2 separate regions of the Hordeum vulgare genome follow, and region 1 is linked to region 2. A link is a contact called in public Hi-C data. All regions are on one chromosome and are shown on one strand. The core of a region is the stretch at or near the end of the contact, and the rest is flanking DNA. Distances in the headings are between cores, read along the strand shown. Region 1 holds the start of LOC123406315 (protein TIC 55, chloroplastic). Region 2 holds the start of LOC123402994 (autophagy-related protein 18b).

Region 1 (4,775 bases), core at 2,155-4,654, 190 kb before region 2:
TAGTATTTTGGTTTATATAAAGCATTAATCTGGGTCTTATGGTTTGGGCAGGTCAATGGAAGCTTGTTGCCTGCATCAGTCATAGGCCTCTACTGCACATACCTCTGCTACAGTGGACTCTCCAGTGAGCCAAGGGATTATGAGTGCAACGGTCTTCACAATCACTCCAAAGCTATGTCAACCGGTAGCCTTACATTGGGATTATGCACCACCATCCTTTCTGTGGTCTACTCTGCTGTTCGTGCTGGCTCTTCTGCAACTGTGCTCTCAGCACCAGACTCACCACGCGCCGGTTGGATTTCTTTCTCTGGCCACTGAACTAATTAATTATGTAGCACGCGTGTTGCTACTTGCTGAACTCATTGATGTTTTCTTCAGGTGCCGATAAGCCACTGCTCCCCTTCAGCAAGGCAGACGAGGAGGAAACCAAGGATGTGGCCAAGCCAGTGACATACTCCTACTCGTTCTTCCACCTCATCTTCTCCCTGGCAAGCATGTACTCTGCCATGCTCCTGACTGGCTGGTCGACCTCGGTTGGGGAGAGCGGAATGCTTGTCGATGTCGGGTGGCCGTCTGTCTGGGTCAGGATCGCGACCCAGTGGGCAACAGCAGGCCTGTTCATCTGGTCCCTCGTTGCTCCCCTCCTGTTCCCAGACAGGGAGTTCTAGGTCAACCTGGTTACCTACCTGCTAAGAGTGCATCATCCGTTTGGAGCACCTACGTATCATATCGAACGTGTTTCGGCTGTGATAGCTAAGCTGACTATCTGTATCTGGTCTGTAATATTGTGTGAGCAAACCCATGGCAAGGAGCCGGTGTTTGTGACGTTGTCGAGTCTGGTCCTGCATAATGTGTGACCTAAGGCATTGTTGCCAGTATTTCAACAGTGAAGATACGGTCTTTGGTTGTATATATATTGAAGTTGATCTATCTCTTTTACATTGGTGTGTTCCGTTCTACGAGCCTGAGTATGAATAAAATTCATAGTATGTTATTTTCATGATTTCAGTAATCTGAACAGACCCACTCTATTCCTTTGCTTGCGCTATTTCTTTTCAAATATACACTACGTGGATGAAATTGTTTCTTGAGAAGTTAAAAATTCAGTCTCGGCTTATGAACTTGTCTTGCCATGCAACGTCTGATGGCAAAATGACGCTAGTATATATGAGTAGATATATAAACAAGGGTAAAAACATTAAGTGTTTCTACTAGCTGACTAGATTAAAATGCGCTGAGAGTATAATCATATCCCGGCCTCTAATTATGCTTATTTACAATCTTCTGTGTGTCCTAATGAAGTTGGTTGTGATCAAAGAAACCACGGAGCCACACGCATACGACGCCGCGGCGAGCACGGCGGCGGCGCCCAGCAAGACGGCCTTCCATTGCCTCGTCGCCGCCAAGACGGCCGCAGCGGCAGCCACGGCGGCGAGCACGACGAAGGCCTTCTTCAGGGCGGTGTATCTGTTGACGGTGTCCCTGCACCCCTTGCAGTGCACGACGTGCCGGAAGTATCTATTGGTGGGGTTGGGCGCGTGCTGCGTGCCGGCGCCGCCCTTGGCCGGGAACGACGCGGAGATGCCCGCGGCGGCCCCCGCCGGCGCCTGCTCCACGACGGCCGGCACTGGCGGCGGCGAGATGGTGCTGTGGCCGAAGTAGTATGGCATGCCATGCCCCGCCCTGTCCATCCACCGCCGGTACTCGGCCACCCAGGTGTCCGACGACCGGAGGTTGAGGTAGAGCTCCTTGGTGGGCACCTTCTCCCGGAGCAACACCTCGTTCTGCGACGACAGGAACCCCATGTCCTGCTCGAACACCTTGCACGCGTTCTGGTGCAGGTACCATTTCGGCAGCACCTTCACCAGCGGCGAGCTCGCCGTGGACCCGAACCGGACGAGCAGCATCGACTTCCCCTGCCCGGCCGGCCGGCACAGGAACTGCGCCGAGAAGCACTGCTCCTTGCCGTCCTTGTCCACGAACTCGAGCGTGTTGGAGAGCACGCAGGGCGCCTCGAACCGGAGCAGGTTGCGGAGGTGCGGCGCGCGCTCGCGCCACCAGTGGCCGGCGAAGCCCCGGGCGGTGCGCTCGGCGACGTCGAAGGCGAGCGGCTGCGCGTCCTCCCGCTTGGCCGTCCAGTCGGTGCGGTCGTGGGAGATGGGCACGTGCGCCGGGTCCATGAGGTTCTCGAGCAGGATGGAGTGGTCGTAGGGCAGCTCGTGCACCGTCGACAGGTCCGTGAACCCCGGCCGCGCGTACGGCTCGAACCACGGCAGCTTCTTGGCGTCCGGCGGGCTCGCCGGCGACATCCACACCCACACCACCCCCTGCGAGTCCCGCACCTCGTAGTTGCGCGCGCACGCGTTCCGCGGGATCTTGGCGCCCTCAGGCAGCTGCACGCACATCAGATACACGAATCAAGTATTGAACTTTCTCATGCTTTTGCACTGATCCAGGAATGAAATTGATTCAAACCTGTGGGATCTTGACGCACTTGCCCTGCCCGTCGAACTGCCAGCCATGGTAGAGGCACTCCAGCTTGCCGTCGACGAGCTGCCCTTCTGACAGCTTGGCCAACCTGCAGACCCATTGGCCATGTTTGGATCATGTGATCAGTTACAAGATCGGAGCTACACGATATTACAAGATGAGTTATAGATCATGGTAGTCTCTGGTCTGGTTTCATCTGCCCGAAAGGAAATCGATCTCTATGTTTTGATGCACGAAATGGGCTATTGTTATTCTGAAAAGAGATGAACACTGACTCGGTCACTGAATGACTGAAGACTGGTGATCGAGCGCGAAAATCAACCAGGGATTATCACTTTATCAGACAGAGAGAGCCGATGATGGCATGGGACTTGGGGGGCACGCAGACGCAGGTCATGCATACCTGTGCGGGCATCGGTCCTCGTGGCAGCGGAGCACGCCGTCGGCGTCGCGGTAGAGCACGAGCTGGCGGTCGAAGACGGTGAGCGGGAGCGCCGCGTCGTCGGGCACCTCCTTGGAGAGGTAGAGCGGGTACCACTCCTCCCGCCAGTCGTACCTCCCGGCCGCCTCGCTCCCGTCCTTGGGGAGCAGCACGCCGTCCTCCTGCGCGCCGGCCTCCTCCACCGCCGCCGCCCGGCACCACCCGACGGCCCGGCTCCTCTCACTCCTCCCCCCGACCCCCTGCCACCGCACGCCGCGCGCCGGGCTCGTCGCTGCCGACGAGATCTGGAGCGCGGCGGAGGAGACCGCGAGGAGGAGGGACGGGCGCGGCAGCGCGGTGGCGGGTGGAGGAGGAGGCGTCATGTCTGGTCTCGTCTGGTTTGGTTGGCGCACAGAGCTCGCGCGGTCGATGGCCCGGATAGGAAGACTGTAGTGGGCTCGTGGGTTTGCATGCAGACACACGACTCTTTGCTTCCCGCTACGTTACACGTACGTGGGACTCCAGAGAGGTTCTGGCGAGTTACCTGTGTCCCTGTCATGCAAACCGGCGACGGCGAGACGGCGAGTGAGTTTCACACGCGTCTCCTGGACGAATTCGACGTTATGCGATGAATTAAAAAATGTTCCACGGACAGAGTAGATAAGTTAATGACCAAGCAAAGGGCGACCTATCAGGAAGTGACCAAAACATTTACGGTGTACCCTATCACCCTTTTTGATATGAACGTCTATGTTTGAGGTGCTTTGTACTCCCTCCGTTTCTAAATATAAGTCTTTTAAGATATTTCTCTAGAAGTCTACATACAAAGCAAAATAAGTGAATCTATACTCTAAAGTATGTCTATATACATTCGTATGTAGTCCACTAATGAAACCTTTTTAAAGACTTATATTTAGGAACGGAGAGAGTACTTCAGATGAATTACAGTTTTGCCGATGTCAGTTCGGTGAAATTTAGCCAAACCAATCAAATGAGATATAGGCACACCCACAACACACCCACACCCCCACATGACACGCCCTTTTGGGTAGGAGCCCATCATCGACTCGAAATAGCTGAAGGCAGTGATGTCAGGGCAGATTAGGGCCACAATGTATCCATTGGGCAAGGACATAGCTTCGGCGCCATCTAGGGAAGACAAGAGTGCGGAAGAAGGTGGGTTGAGGCGGGGAGGTGAAGAAGAACCGGGTTGTGGTTTTTCGTCCGAAGGCCCAACCTAGTGTCAAAAACGTTCTTATATTATGCAATGAAGGAAATAGAATTTCAATGAAAACATATACTCCCTCCATTCAATAATATAAGTCTTTTTAGAGATTCCACTGGAGGACTACATACGGATGTATATAGACATACTTTAGAGGGTAGATTCACTCATTTTGCTTTGTATGTAGTCCCTTAGTAAAATCGCTTAAAAGACTTATATTTAGGAACGGAGGGAGTACATATTAATATAGTCCAGCAGTAACTACATAATGTTTTAAAATAAAGGGCAGGCATGTTTAAACCCGGCTCAGCGAATTTTCTCCAAAATGAAGCAGGTGCACTACACCATCCCTCCGAGTCATAAGATTTTTTTCAAAGAAAAAATATAAAACTTCCAAAAATTCCCATCTTTTGCAAGGTGAATTTTTGATATGATACGTATATCGTGAGTACAAATATAAATTATAAGTGGATTGCTCGCGAGCTCAAATGTGCCCTCACAAACAGAAAAAGAAAATATAGTTAATAAATTAAAGAGAGTGTAAAGTATATAATTCTGATATTTTTTGTTGGCAACAAACAACGAAGAGTTGTCTACATCCATGCAAATTTTCGTGGAGAAAAACATTCCTCATCTCCG
Region 2 (4,793 bases), core at 1,241-3,740:
CTTCGTCGGAGCTCCAATGAAGCTTCTCGTGGGCGTCGTCAGTGTTGCGTCCAAGCTTTTGTCGCCGCCCCGGTGGCTCCCGGTACTGCAATGCAGCAGTAGACGGTGGCTCTTGGGGCTGCTATGAAGCGGCCGCCGGCGGCTCCGGTGACGCGAGGTCACTGACGCAACGTGCCATCGGTGGTTGCTGCGTTGTTGCTCTGCATCATGCGAATGAGGATTAGAGAAGAAAGTATCTTTTTTGCAGTCCTGGAAGCGAAAGGAAGAAGACGAGGGTTGTGTTTGCTTTTGATCCAACGGATTATGTGCGTCTAATCAGACGGCTCGACAGGCGACTGATGTTGTCTTAAGATCAGCCGGCTGATCCGTAGCCGTCGCCTTGTTTTTGTACATAGGGTTTCAGGTTTTAGAGACACACATGTGTTCATGTTTCACTGACATGTACCCATAGCTCTGTCGAAACTCCAGGGTGCTCTGTTTCTAAAACAAAGTCGTTGTTACAGGAAGTAAATAAGGTTGCAAGTCTGTCAGGACCGAGCGCGGTTTGTTACATCCGACGGATGTTAGCGCAACCATCAAACGGTGCTCCATATGGCAGATGTTTCTAATACATCCCCTGCCGACGCCTAACGTGGCCCTAAAAAACCTATTTTTGCCCATGATATTGATGTCCAAGAAGGCATCTCCATCATAGTTACATTTTTTTTACATAAAAGCACATAGTTTTTGAACCATTCATGTAATACTAAATCCTCAAAATATTAGTGTGCCACACGTGATGTGATGAATCTGTATCCACTTAAATTTTTTTTGTAATTGTGTATGCGTGAGACGCTCTTCAAATACACAAATTTCAAAGCCCAAAACAACCAGACTTCACAAAACTTACAACAATCTCACTAATAAACCAGTCCCTTAAATATAAATATCTAAAAAAAATCACTATGGATTACATACGGGCGTGCCTTAAAGTACAAATTCGTTTATTTTGTTCTGTATGTTATTCATAGTGAAATCTTAAAAAAATTATATTTAGAAACCAAGAAGAAAGTGTGTTTTTTGTTGGAAAAGTCTATCCTTCAACCGGCGGATCTGCGCGATCCATCCATCACCTGCTCGTCCGTTCGATCCCGCCATCGCAATCGTTTTCTGAAACTTGATCGTTGTTTCCGCAACTGGAGCGTTGTTTCGGAAAACTGCCTAGTCCATGTCTCCACCTACGCCTCGGCCCCGACAACCTCGCCGCCGCCGGCCTGCTACGGCTCGCCGCCCTCCGCCGTCGGCCTGCCCGCGACCTCGCGTGCCCTCCGTTGCCGCCCCTGCTCGTCCCCCGCCCGCGGCCCCGCCGGCCTGCCACAAGGCCCGCCACCCCTGATCGGCGGCCCCGTCGCCGCCCCGCCGCCCCTGCTTCTGCAACGTGACTTTCGTTGCAAATTTTTCTGAAACTCGACCGTTGTTGCAAAAAATTCTTCCGTAAAAATACTTATGTTACAGAAAGACGAAGAAAAAAAATTCTGCAACAAGCAAATTGTTTCTGAAACTCGACCGTTGTTTCAGGAATTAACGGATCCAAAGTTTATTTCTTGCAACAAAGCGAAAGTTTCTGCAACTCGAGCGTCGTTTCAGGAATTAAGTACAGGAACGAATCGGACGCTACGCGCGAGATCTAACGACTGTCGAGGCGGTGGATGTTTAATAAATATCCACCGATAGATGCGTAGCAGTCCCTTTTTTTGTTGGGAAAAGCTAACCATCAGCCGACAGATTATAATGGCCGCATCAGCCACCTCCTCCGTAAGACACGCGTCCAAGTGACTATGCGGTTCTGCAACAAAGACTATGTTTTTGAAACATATACGATGTTGCAGTGGTCTACTATAGATTTATGTTCTGACCATCCGGCCGCCACCAACCGCCCATGCCGCCCATGAACGTTGCAAAAAATTTCCGCAACTTAACCTTTGTTGTAAAAATTCCTGAAACATGACCTTTGTTGCAAAAAATTTCTCCGCAAAAATACCTATGTTGCAGAAAGACGAAGAAAAAAAATCCTGCAACAAGCAAATTGTTTCTGAGACTCGACCGTTGTTTCAGGAATTAACGGATCCAAAGTTTATTTCTTACAACAAAGCGAAAGTTTCTGCAACTCAGCCATAGTTTCAGGAATTATGGGGTGCCTGACCGGAGCAGATCCGACGACCACGTGTAGATCGGACGGCCCTCCAAGTGGTGGATGTTTAGTAAACATCCACCGGTGGATGCGTAGCATGACTTTTTTGTTTCCAAAAGTATGAACATTGCCAAAAAAAAAAAAAGAGGGGGAGGGGGGGGGGGGGGGTACGAGCCGTTACGAAAACGGATTCCGTTGGTTTTACCGTTAAACCGAAGCTTCTCCTAATCCGTCCAGGACGCACGCAAAGACGCCCAAGTCCACGGCGCTACGAAACGGGGAAGAAGCTACACGTAAAGCATCCGGGTCCGGCCATCCCACCGCCGAATATTTTTCACTACTTTATTCCCGGACACGCACGCAGGCGGCGCAACCCAACCTCCCTTCAGCCGCGGAGGAGAGAAAAAAAAAGTCGGTACTTTCGCCTCACAGGAATCGATTCCGGCGAGCGATTCCGGCAGGCGGCGGCGGCGATGGCGAGCGGCTCGTCCCGGCCCCAGATTCTCTGCGTCTCCTTCAACCAGGACAACAGGTACGTGCGGGGGCGGGGGCGGCGGGATACGCGCTCTCGCGCTCGACTCCGGCGGGTTTGAGGGTCGGATTCCGCCGGAGGGGAGGTCCGATTCTGACTCCGGGTTGCCCCGTGCTTTGTTTCAGCATGTTCTCCGTCGGGACCAAGGAAGGGTTCAAGATTTTCGATGCCCGGACCGGGAGGCTCTGCAACGACAACAGTAAGCCTTGCTCCACATAGCAGTCGTTCACTGCGAATATCCAATTATACTTACAACAGGTTGATTATCTCTTGTATGTGTAGAAAGCTTATGCTGAACAATCAAGGTTGCGTTGTGCTTCCTGCCTAATTCAGACTAGTTCTGAACACAATCGTTGTGCATTGGTAGAGGGTAGAACCAGGCAGCAATGCAAACATTTTCTGTCAATGCGTTGTTCGGTGACTAAAACCGCCTAGGGAATAGCTATCGCGCCATGAATTTATCATAGATAGCTAAGCCGTATGTGCCTCTTTCTGTGGTTGTAGAACTTGGAGGACTGAATGTCGTGGAGCTGTGGTTTGCCACGAACCTCATCGCTATGGTCGGAACTGGGGAACAGGTATCTGACACGCTCTTTTCCTCTTTTTGGATTCGATTTGTTCCCTGTTGTGCCGTTGAAATTCGACGGATCGATTTGTTCCCTGTTGTGTGTGGTTGAGGTTCGACGGATATAGTTTTACACGGATGATGTCGTTGGTTAATCGTCGGTTCAAACTGCCTTTTGCAGCCTTCACGGTCTCCTAGACGCCTTTGCCTGTTCAATACCATTACAGGCGCCTCAAAGAAGGATCTGAACTTCAGGAGTACAATTTTGGCTGTTCGGTTTAGTAGAACGAGGTACACCACCAATCCTTCCTGTCTAAAAGAGACCGAGTACCCTAGTGTTTCACTCACCTGTTACTAATTAGGTCTATCGCTAGTCTGCCTGAGCACATTTAAGACTGTCGTACATTAGTGATGACTATGTTCTTTATATATCCTGCAATTTTTTAAGAGAAGTCCAGAAGGTCCATTCTAATTAACAATGCTGTCAGAGATCATGATACTTAATCATATGCTTCTATCTATTCCTGGCAAAAAAATGTATGAGATACTTCTATCCATTAGTTTCTGACTTCCTGTGATGACATAATTTTTTACTTGTGTAATTTGTTCTATGTCTATCGAGTTTTGGACCAGGGATGTTATGCATGCTTTTCTCATTGAGTTTTATTATAAAAAAGGTTGTCACATTATGTGCAGGCTTATTGTTGTTTTGCAGGACAAGACCTTTATTTATGATCTAAACAGCACTCGTATCTTGGAGGAAATTGACACGGTACATAATCCTAAAGGTAAGCATCCTACCCAAAAATTTCAAATTGCGACTCACACTAGTATTCCAGAAAGTATTTTTGAACTATTTTTTGCTTTGAAACAGAATTTGCTTCGCATAATTGCTGCTAATGTTGTTAACTTTAAATACCAGGCCTTTGTGCATTTGCTCCTAATTCAGAATGGTGTTATTTGGCCATCCCAGCAAGCACATCAAAAGGATCTGCTTTAGTGTATAAAGCATCAGAACCTGAATTAATATGCCAGGTAATTCCCAGAAGGTTTAGTTATAATTCGTACAGCTGAATAAGCATTATTACGTTTACAGATTTACAGTTCTCCATGTCCTGGATCTTTCTTGAGGGAATCACCGTAAAAACCAACGACTCATTGATTATTTTGAATCACTGAAAACGCAATGGCCGTGCAACTATGGTGGCATGCACAATATTTTATTCATATACTATACGTAAATTTTTCTGGAACCTATTTTTTTTCTCGAATATAGATCAGAATAGGAATACTTTCAAGATCGGATTTGTTTTCCTACAGTTTTCAGTCAACTTTGGAGGCTTTAATCTCAATCCTAGTAATCTGAAGATATGTAAATGTCTTTTCACTGATATTTCCCCCCTATTTGTAATTGATCAACAGATAGATGCCCATGAGTCTCCATTAGCTGCAATGGCATTTTCTTCCAATGGCATGTACCTGGCAACAGCTTCTGAGAAGGGCACAATGATTAGGGTATATATCGT

Evidence for each region. A called contact is a pair of places that touch in the nucleus more often than the background predicts.
Region 1: a Hi-C map of leaf shows a contact between it and region 2, with 5 times the contacts expected there. The contact joins the promoter of LOC123406315 here to the promoter of LOC123402994 in region 2. A contact is called at or near these places in 3 of 6 Hi-C or Micro-C datasets (leaf and seedling).

Annotation. Positions count from the first base shown.
Region 1 is chr6H:536,074,765-536,079,539 of MorexV3_pseudomolecules_assembly, reverse strand. LOC123406315 (protein TIC 55, chloroplastic) reads right to left here and starts at 3,404. Exons shown (of 3, transcript XM_045099800.1): 1 at 2,894-3,404; 2 at 2,476-2,578; 3 at 1,143-2,393. The coding sequence starts at 3,294. The coding sequence ends at 1,275. LOC123406316 (probable serine incorporator) reads left to right here. Exons shown (of 6, transcript XM_045099801.1): 5 at 52-292; 6 at 379-939. The coding sequence ends at 668.
Region 2 is chr6H:535,881,134-535,885,926 of MorexV3_pseudomolecules_assembly, reverse strand. It overlaps LOC123402994 (autophagy-related protein 18b), which reads left to right and starts at 2,490. Exons shown (of 11, transcript XM_045096970.1): 1 at 2,490-2,702; 2 at 2,828-2,901; 3 at 3,207-3,280; 4 at 3,449-3,558; 5 at 3,964-4,055; 6 at 4,190-4,302; 7 at 4,690-4,793. The coding sequence starts at 2,644.